Linked DNA regions of Arachis hypogaea: region 2 is linked to region 1. The links are chromatin contacts, called in public Hi-C maps. All regions are on one chromosome and are shown on one strand. Each heading gives the region's core, a stretch centred on a gene start, on an enhancer-like site or on the middle of the called end of the contact. The rest is flanking DNA. Distances are from core to core; before and after follow the strand shown. Region 1 holds the start of LOC112797268 (protein PIN-LIKES 6). Region 2 holds the start of LOC112797270 (thioredoxin-like protein YLS8).

Region 1 (5,009 bases), core at 752-3,251:
TGAATTAAGTTATAAGTCAAGGCACTAGAATTCAATAACTGAGACAAGATGGAGTTGTCAAGAAGATATCTATGAACCTACCCACTGGCCAAATGATATATAGGCAGTTCCATCTGTGCTGCATTTTTCAGTGTCACCAAAAGGATTGGATGTGTCTCGACATAAAGCAGCAATCAGGACAAGCGGCACGTTCCCAATATTCCCTGTATAGGAATTTGCAGCGATATAATTAAATTTAACACAAGAAAAACCCAACATATAAAACACAGAATCAACATATCTGCTCTTAAATTTTATTGTAAACAATTATAACAAATCAATCATTCATTCCTTCTCTTATGATTTAGATGTCAATCGAAGTATAACAAGAAAAGTTCGTTTTTTTTCCACCAAGTAAGGTCGGTTGTATGAATTAAACAACGCCATTGTTTGCCATATTTGATTATAGTTTGTAGCGACAATTGCAATGTGTTTTCTTCATAACTTTTTTTTTCTCTACAACCCTACCAGCATATTGGTCAACCCAGTACGTTGCCCCCCATGTAAACTATTCTTCATACTTGGTTTCTATAAATCTAATTTACTTATGACAAAACCACGTAAGGTAAAATTACACTACCCTTTTCAAAATATATCCATCCCGACTTTCTCTATAATGCAAATTCCTAACCTTATGATCTAAAGCATCCGCTCAACCGGAACAAAACTCTCACTCCTGCAAATTATATTCCTCTATTGCTTTTCTTTACAACATTCAGTCCTGACTCTCATGTCATCATAATCAGAAGTGCAGATAAAAAAAGACAGAGAGCATAAAAAGAACTATTTGATTACCTATTCCAATATGTACAATTGTAAACTTGAAGAAAGGGTATGGGGGGCGGATGATGGAGGCGACAATAAAACCAATTATTGAGCCTGATATGCTACTCAGCACAACATTGACTGGAATAAACCACCTGCAAAAAAATCAGAGCTCAAATAATTGATGATGTGTGTCGGTAGTGAGTGTGATTTATCACATAACAATAAATAACAAAATTTAAGGTGGGAGAGTAAATTGAGTACTATTTATTTGTCACCTACCAGGCTAGCATCTTCTCCAGGGTAACAGCTTGTCCCAATTGAGAGAATATCAAGCAGGGTAGCAATAGTGTAAAGACAAGCTACAACAACCGAAAATTGGGTGAGACAAAGAGAAAGACAATGAAAACGAAAGGAGAATTCAATTTCATTTTTTTCTGCTTTGGTCTTTGACACCAGTATCCAAACTCATAATGATTGATGCAAACACAGAACAATTCAACAGATAGAGCAATTAAAAAACAAGAGAATAGAAAAGACATATATACCCCATTCAAGAGCTTCCTCCCAGAAGCAGGTAAGATGTTAACATACTTTGAAGCCATGAGGAACCCCAAAAAGCACATGGTGAACACCTTTGCTATTGGTAACACTGCAATCTTGATTGAGTCTAACACTGATTCACCTCCTCCACTTCCAACTGCCCCTTCATTCTGCAACATCATTAGAAACCTCCCAACACTAGTTCCCATTCTTCTTTTCTTTCCTTGATGAACAGCTCAATTTAATTCAATTCAATTCAATCCAATCTGAAAATCCCCTAAAGAGAAGCAAAAAAGGGTGCTTTGGTTTGATTTGAGACTTTCTACAAACAGGTGGAGGGGAGTGTGTTTTTTTCTAAGTCAGAACAAGAACACAGAAATGAAGAAACAAAAAAATAAACCAAAAATAGGAAAGAAGTAAAAAGAAAGAAGATTTATTATAAGGAGGCTACGCCTGCATGAGCACGTGCACAAGAACAATGTGATTCCCCTTGTTTCTTTCTTCTCTTCTCTTCTATTCTCTACCTCTCTACAGAGACGTAGAAACAACACTCACTCACAATCACAACCAATAGAGGGGGAGGAAGAAAAGAAAGTGTGTGTGATAGAGAGAGAGGAATCACATTCCCATTCACTTATCATTATTACACATACACGAATCTAATTTTTTTTTTTTTGTCACTATATACACGAATCTAATTTAATTATAATTTTATAAATAAAACTCTGTTTTATTTTTATTAGAGAGGGAGGTAAATAAGTCCTTCACCTAGCATTTGTTTTGAGAGATTGAAATAGAAATTGAGAGATTAAAATTTGGTATTATATTTATTGGTTTGGTACTAAAATTGTTATTTAATTTTTAAAATTTTAATATTTTAATACTTTCAAAAAATAGGAATACATGAGATTAAAATTTTTAGAGATCAAAATTTTTGTACAAATTAAATTAAAATTTTATTCTTATTTTAATTTCTGTCTTCTACTTTGCACCAAACAAAAATTTATTTCAATATTTATTTTTTAGTCTCTGTCTTTCGATCTTAATTTTTGCTGTTTCAATTTTTTCGTTTTTATCTCTCCACCAAACGCTATCTTATTTTTATTAAGAAGACAAATAAATTCTTCCACAAATTAAATTACAAATAAATCATTATTTTTGTAAATAGAGGATACAAATTTTTTTAATGATAATTTCAATTCAGTACGAAAATATCTATGTTTTTAGTTTATAAAAATAAAAAGTGTATTTGTAATTAAATTTAATAATTTTTTTTGGAGATTGAAAATTAAGGATTTATTTTTTTATTATTAGAAAAAGATTGACGTGTCAATTCTTAATTCAAATATAATATAGATGAATGAATATGGCATATAAATACAAGAAAGGGAGCTGTCGTTGTTGTGTGTTTCATATGATTATTATTTTGTTTATTATTTATGATGAGTTGAATTTAGTTATCTAAAATATTTCTTAATTTGACATATCAATTAATCTGTTAGATATATTTAAGAGGAGTTGAATGAAATATGGAAGAAGGAGAGTTACAGGAAAGAAATATCAAATGTGTCAACTGAAAATCCGAAATTGAATGGCAGGAGAATCTCGCCTATTGACAATTAATTACTCCTTTTTTTTTTTCCTAGAAACAGTCTATTTTCCAACTCTAAGTCAACTACTCAACTACTCTTCTATTTATTTATTTATTTATTTTTTGAACCTGCTCTTCTATTTAATTTTGAACTTGGTTTCTTTTCTAATTTTTGACATTTGAATTTATTGATAAAAAATATAAACATATTATATGCATAAAAGAATTAATTACCAATAAAATATTATGCATTTGTTTATATTTATATATGTTATTTCATTTATTTTTCTAATAAACTAATTAATCGTTTAAATAATCAAATATTTCACGGTAAATTTGTTTATAAAAAGAATTAAAGTTGAGTACGATTTTGGTTTTTAAGATATAAATTGAATTTTTTTTATTTTTAATCTTTTTCGGCATACAAAATCGTCCCTAAAATTTAATTTAGTTTTAAAATTATTTTTCGGACCATAATATTCTTCTTCTTTTTTACTAAAATACTCGGTTTTTATTTTTTTTTTCTTCATTTTCTTCTTCTTCATCACAACATCGGTTCTTCTTTTTCGTCTTCTTCAACTAAAATTTCAGCAGTAACAACAAAATTTCAACTAATCAATATCAAAAAATCAAAAATAAAATTTCAACTTGCAAAATATCACAAGTAAAAGAATGAAATCAGAATTAGAAGTAGAAGAACAATAGAATCAATCAAAATAGAATCAGAGCCAACAACAACAATATGATTAACAAAATCAATAAATCTAACAATGTAATTAATAAAAGAAACAGAAATAGAATAGGTGGAGTTGCAGCGATAGTGTTGACCGCTGCTGGTGGAGGTGGAACAGGGGTTGTCCTCTGTATCTGATTCAGTAAGAAAAAAGCTGATGAAGATGGTGACATTCCTAACAGCTTGTTGGAGAAAAAAAGGCCGGCTTTGATGCTCTCTGTTCAATGAGAAAACTGAGGACGAGAAAGGGTGAACGGTTAGATTGGGAAAGAACGAAGAAGAGTGACAGCGTGGGGGCCTGAGTGTCGACAGTGGCACTAGGGTCGGGGGATTTTGGGTTCGCGGAGAGGGGGACAGAGGGTTCGCCACGACGGAGCTAGCGCAAAAGGGATAAGAGGGAGGAGGGTAAAGAGACGTGCGGCGATACTGTGGTAGGGAAAAGGAGAAGAAGAATGGCGTCGAATCCCTCCCTCCTTCCCCTTCCTTCTTCTCCCCTCCTTGCGTGATTTCCTTCTTCCTCTCATCCATTTTTTTCCTTTTTTTATTTTATAATATTTTTTGTCAAGAACAATTTGATAATAAAATTTAAAAATTAGATAAAAAAATTTTTAAAATTAAATTAAATTTTAGGAGTAATTTTATATGAAAAAAAGGTTAAAGATAAAAAAAATTTTCAATTTATACTTTAGAAATTAAAATTGTACTTAATCCAAAATGTTATGTACATTTTGTACACATAAAAATTAACTATTAAATCAGTTATTGTATATTTTACACAAATAATTAATTTAGTAGTTAATTTTTATTATATAACTAATATGTTGTGTATTTATTATACAATTGATGTATATATCAAATAAATTGTGGAATTAATTGGTTTATTACAGAAAAACTTTCATATGAATGTGAACTTATTATATATCTATATATATGTATGTGTGTTTGATGCTATATAATTAAATTATTTTAATAAATAATTTTAATTAAATTAGTCTAATAATTTAAGAATTGATAATTATAAATTTTACTTGAAGAATAATGAAGAAAAATAAACATTTTAGTTAGATTTAGTTATAAAAATAATTCATTCAGTATTTTTTTTTCTCTTTATATATAAATATATGATTTAATTTTATTTTTTTATATGTTAATAATTACACAATAATAAAAAACAGTAATAACTAAATGATGAGAAACAAATCTTTTCAATGCCTTAATCAAACCTTTTACTTTATTCACAAATTTACATTTCTCTGTAAAATATCATCACTTTTTTTATCCTGTAAAATAACCTTATGGTCTTAAATATAAGAAAGTCTCATCTACCATTTTTTGTAT
Region 2 (5,009 bases), core at 1,246-3,745, 160 kb after region 1:
GATGTTTGGCTTTTCAGCCATTTTTAGTTTCCTCTGAACCTCTTCCTCCTTTCTATAGGACACACCATTTATTTGCAGGCGCACAATAAGGCATCCTCCTTGTCTCTCCTTTGTCTTATGGAGAGAGGGAGACCATAAAGAAAGGTAAAGGGTTCGAGAGAACACATGGACACATTGCAAACCGGCAATCACTGCACGATTCAAGCTATGTCTTTCTGACAGGAAAACAATCCTTCATATAATCTATACTGCTGCTGGATTGATGAGCCACAACAAACCACATGAATTGAATCCCAATTCAAGCAATGCTAACGGCTAGATCATACATACATAAAAAAAATTCATAAAACATGTATATTTGATGATAAACACTTACAGCTCATTATTACAACAATCAACTCAGTTTTATACTCCAATACACGAAAATCAATCCAAGCCAGACTCTAATGTTAAAAAACATAAGGGTAGGAATTACCTGCATGCAGGTCTCATCCCAATCATGGCCGAAGCGGATGACAACGAGACGCTCCTCCTCCGCAAGAATCGCCTGATCCACCGCCCATCCCGAATGCAAGTGCGGCAACAGGTACGACATCTCCTTTCTTCTTTCAACAAACCCTAATTCATATGAAAACCAACCAAACCCAACCCAACCCCTTCCAAATCAAATTACTAACACAATTTTAATAAAATAATAATAAGAGAATTTGAGGTTTGCAATTACTAGTTCGTTAGATGATAAGAATCAAAGACAGAGGAAGAGAGTGTACCTCAACGGATAGGGGTACAGTACTTAGAAGAACTGCTGCAGAAAACAAAGATATGACTTTGGATCAATATTTTGTTCCACTAAATTCTTACGTGTTTAGATCACCAAAACCAATATGACTTGGAAAGAACAACCACAGCAAGTGACTTGGAAAGAAAATGTAAACACCGAAACAATCACAAGCATACAGAACATGTGAATATTATTATAGCAAACATAATAATAAAATAGCTCTTCTATTGCGTCTCCAAAATATCCCAAATCAAGAAAACTACATAATCTGATCCACTTGATTCAGAAAGTTACATATATTAGAAAAATTAAGAATCAACTAAAAGAAAAAGAAAAGGAACGCCTGGTTGATTCGATTCAATTGCCTGAGATGAAGAATCAAACAGGGCTGAGAAGCTGAGAGTTTAAATGTTAAACCTCAATATTCAAATAACATGACTCCATTATTGTTATTATTACACCCTTCTAATGTCACAAACTCAATATATATTATAGTCCGTCGACACTTGTATATTCACAACTTGGCCTCATCATTCTGATTCATACCTTAGGTAGAAGAAAAAGTCCCAATCAGCTTTCGTTACAATTTTATCCAGAAAGTTGGGGTTTTGGTTCGGAGTTCATGCCAATGATAATAACGAGAGGGATGAATCCGTGAATCAGTAACATAGGCAGTGCAAATTTTAACAAAGTTCATCACAATGATTAACAACAACAAAAAGCACCGAAGGAACACTCAGTAATATAGGCAGTGCAAATTTTAACAAAGCTCATCACAATGATTAACAACAACGAAAAGCACTGAAAGAACAGTGAATCAGTAACATAGGCAGTGCAAATTTAAAATTTAAAAGTTAACAATTTAAAATTTATCATCAAATACAATCAGTGAGCAAAGCCAATCAATCAAGCACTGACTGAGCAATCTGTTCTGATTCTGTGAGTGGGAAGCAACAAATTCAAGTTACAGCAACAAATTTAACAAATCCTAGTAAAGTCCCGATTTACAGCAAAAAGGAAAATTTATTGATTACCAATTCAGCAACATGCAGAAATACAGGGAGAAGGGAAATCTGGAAAAGAGAGAACACTAAACCAAAACATTAACCAATAATCACAAAACACTAAACCTTCACCCAGCAAAACCAGCAACTACAAACAAAGCCATCAGTAAATTTGAACAAAAAAATTAAGAGCCATCAGTAACTAACAGAGCCATCGAGCCATCAGTAACAGAGCCATCAGTAAAAGAGCAAAGAATTGAAAGCAACAGACTAACAGAGCCATCAAGCCATCAGTAAATTTGAAAAAAAAAATTACAGCCATCAGCAACCAGCAAATACAAGACAGATCCATCAGCAGCAGACAATTACAATTTACAAAACATTACAAGAAAAATGGAACAAAAATGGAACAATTTCAGAACTTCAAACGAAGAAGAAGACCGAACATTCAGAAATTAAAAGGAAGAAGCGGAGGCGAAGAATTGAAAGCAGGGCCACTAACCTGGGTTCCGAGCCGAGAAGCCAGCGAAGATGAAAACGACGTCCCGAGCTACCTGGGGAAGAGAAAGATGAAAACGACACGGGGAAGAGGGAGAAGGGCTAGGGTTTTCCTTGGCTTCAGAGGTCTCCAGGGAGTGCACGAATGATTGGGGGAAGAAGAGGGGCGGGGGGTGGTTCACGAATGGTTCTGCTTTTGTTTTGTTTTTTTTTTTAAATAAACAAAACGACGTCGTTTTATTCGGAATTAATATATTTAATTTTTAATATTAAAAATTCACAATTTACTTTTTAACCCTAAACTAATATATATTCCGGTATCTTACACGCCTAATACATAAAAATATATAAAAAAATTTTGTTAAAGAGAATTAAATGAAAAAATATATCATAATTATCACTATAAATATTTTATAAAATTAAAATTAAAATCAAAGTTTAATGATTTTTAATGTTAAAAACATTCAAAATAATTAGTGTTGTCTAAATTAATTTAGATTAGTTGATTGGTCATCTCATTCATCCATTCCTTCGTCAGTCGAGTTAAAACATATCTAAAAAAAATATTATTTTTCCTTAAGGTCTATCGAGTTAGAAAATACCACAGAAAAAAATTGTATTTGTCTTTAAGTAGAACAATTACTCATCAATAATAATATTTACAAAGATTTGTCTTTGTTAAAATTTAGTTAGAATGAATAATTTCATTTATTGGTATCATATTCATTTTTGAAATCAAAATAATATCATCAATAATATCATCAATGTTAGTACTAGTTAAAATTTCACATTTTATAACATAATTTTCAAGCTTTTAAACTTGTAGACTTATACAGTTATACTACTACAAAAGTTTAAATTGGTTAATATTTTTTGAAAACATTACTAGAATACCATCATTGAGTAATGTTTGTGGGAAGACAAACCATAACTCAATAATTTATTATTCTATTGAAAAATAAATTATTATCCCTTTGTATTAGTAAATATATTTTCTTCTAATTTTTTACACCATTTTATTTAGCAATAATTATCATTAAAAAAATAACGACACTATACTACAATATAATATAATGTACAAAATAATTTTTTATTTTTTAGAATTAATTTTGATTAGTGAGATAAAATTTAAAATAATTTTTTATTTTCTTACTCAAATTTAATTTTAAATTCATAATTGATTAATAAAACAAAATTGATCAAATTCAAAATATTCGACATTTAATAATTTTAATTATTTAATTTTTAATTATTAAAAATTGGGTTAAAAATTAATTACGCAACATGAAAATTATCGTTATATGATAAAATATAATCATCTCTCTCTCTAAATTGAAAAGGTTTGATTTTTCTATTTATATTCATAATAAATCACATCAAAATTTTATTTCTAATATCTTTTTAAGAATATATATTTAATTTATTGTTTTTTGTCATAATTTTAAATATTTTGTAATTTTTTTATTTTTCATATCTTTTAGAATTTTTTCAATAATATAAATTTTTAAATATCATTTTAGTAGTATTCATACCCTAACCCACAAAATAACTAAGCCCAAAATGAATAAAGGTCCATTTAAGAGATCGTGTCTCCCCCACGCCTGCCCGACTTCACATAGGTCGGGCGCAATGACAACCAACCCAGTCCTACTTATTTGAATGAGTAACTAACTCCTAAGATATCTCCCATCTATCTAAAAGGGATATCTCAATAATTTTTCTAGAAAAAGGGAACCATTATTCACCATCAAAAGTGGAATTACACTAAAAAGTGGTTATCTATTCTACTATAAATACACTGTCACCCTCAAATACATTGAGAATCTAATCTACTAAAATCCTGCCTAAAGCCTTTTGCTAACTTAACGAGCAATTTGAAGACAGACACACTGCATCCGAGTCTGAGTCAGAACCTCGTAACGATGACCAAACCCTTATGATACCCCCACGACAAGAAGGATCAAGTAATCCTAATGGAGAAGGAACATCACGAAATTCTCATAGCAGATGACTGCAGTCAGAAGTATACCCACATGAAAACGAAGAACCTCCACACCCAACTGAGATCATGGGACTCGTACACGGACATCATGGCTAGTTGGTGCAATTCAAATAGAAGATCGAGCAACAAAGGAAAGCCAAAAGAGATCTGCGAAAGGAGGTACGACGTAGAAGGGAACTTGAGGAAAAGCTTCTAAAATTAGAAGCTGATTTATGAAATCAGACCAACAATGCGGAATGACAAAAAAACCCTTTCGAGGAGAAGATCCATTCATAGAAAAGATCATGCGGGCTAGGGTCCCAAGTAATTTTAAAATCCACCGACATGGATCTCTTTGAAAGAACGACTGACCTAAGGCATCACCTCATCAATTTCAAAAGTAGGATATATCTGGCCGATGCGTTCGATGTGACTCGTTATAAGGCTTTTCCGACAACATTAACCAAAGCAGTAATAGAGTGGTTCGATAGCTTACCGTCCAGGTCAGTGACTTGCTTTGATGATCTGACAAGAAAGTTTTTTATCCAATTCTCAATTCATAAGGACAAAGTCAAACATGCTCCAAGTCTCTTATAGGTAAAATGAGAAATCGGAGAGACTCTCCGAACTTACATGGAAATGTTTAACAAAGTCTCCTTAGAAATACAGAATTTGCCTCCTGAAGTAGTAATAATGGGATTTGCTAATGACTTTAGAGAAGGGTCATTTTCTCAATCCATATCAA

Evidence for each region. A called contact is a pair of places that touch in the nucleus more often than the background predicts.
Region 2: a contact with region 1 is called in a Hi-C map of leaf, with 3 times the contacts expected there. The contact joins the promoter of LOC112797270 here to the promoter of LOC112797268 in region 1. A contact is called at or near these places in 3 of 8 Hi-C or Micro-C datasets (leaf and an unstated tissue).

Annotation. Positions count from the first base shown.
Region 1 is chr4:111,031,016-111,036,024 of arahy.Tifrunner.gnm2.J5K5, forward strand. LOC112797268 (protein PIN-LIKES 6) reads right to left here and starts at 2,002. Exons shown (of 10, transcript XM_025840115.3): 1 at 1,353-2,002; 2 at 1,087-1,166; 3 at 835-959; 4 at 82-203. The coding sequence starts at 1,556.
Region 2 is chr4:111,192,861-111,197,869 of arahy.Tifrunner.gnm2.J5K5, forward strand. It overlaps LOC112797270 (thioredoxin-like protein YLS8), which reads right to left and starts at 2,496. Exons shown (of 4, transcript XM_025840117.3): 1 at 2,288-2,496; 2 at 771-805; 3 at 476-618. The coding sequence starts at 595. It overlaps LOC140184214, which reads left to right and starts at 4,610. Exons shown (of 2, transcript XM_072234521.1): 1 at 4,610-4,767. The coding sequence starts at 4,610.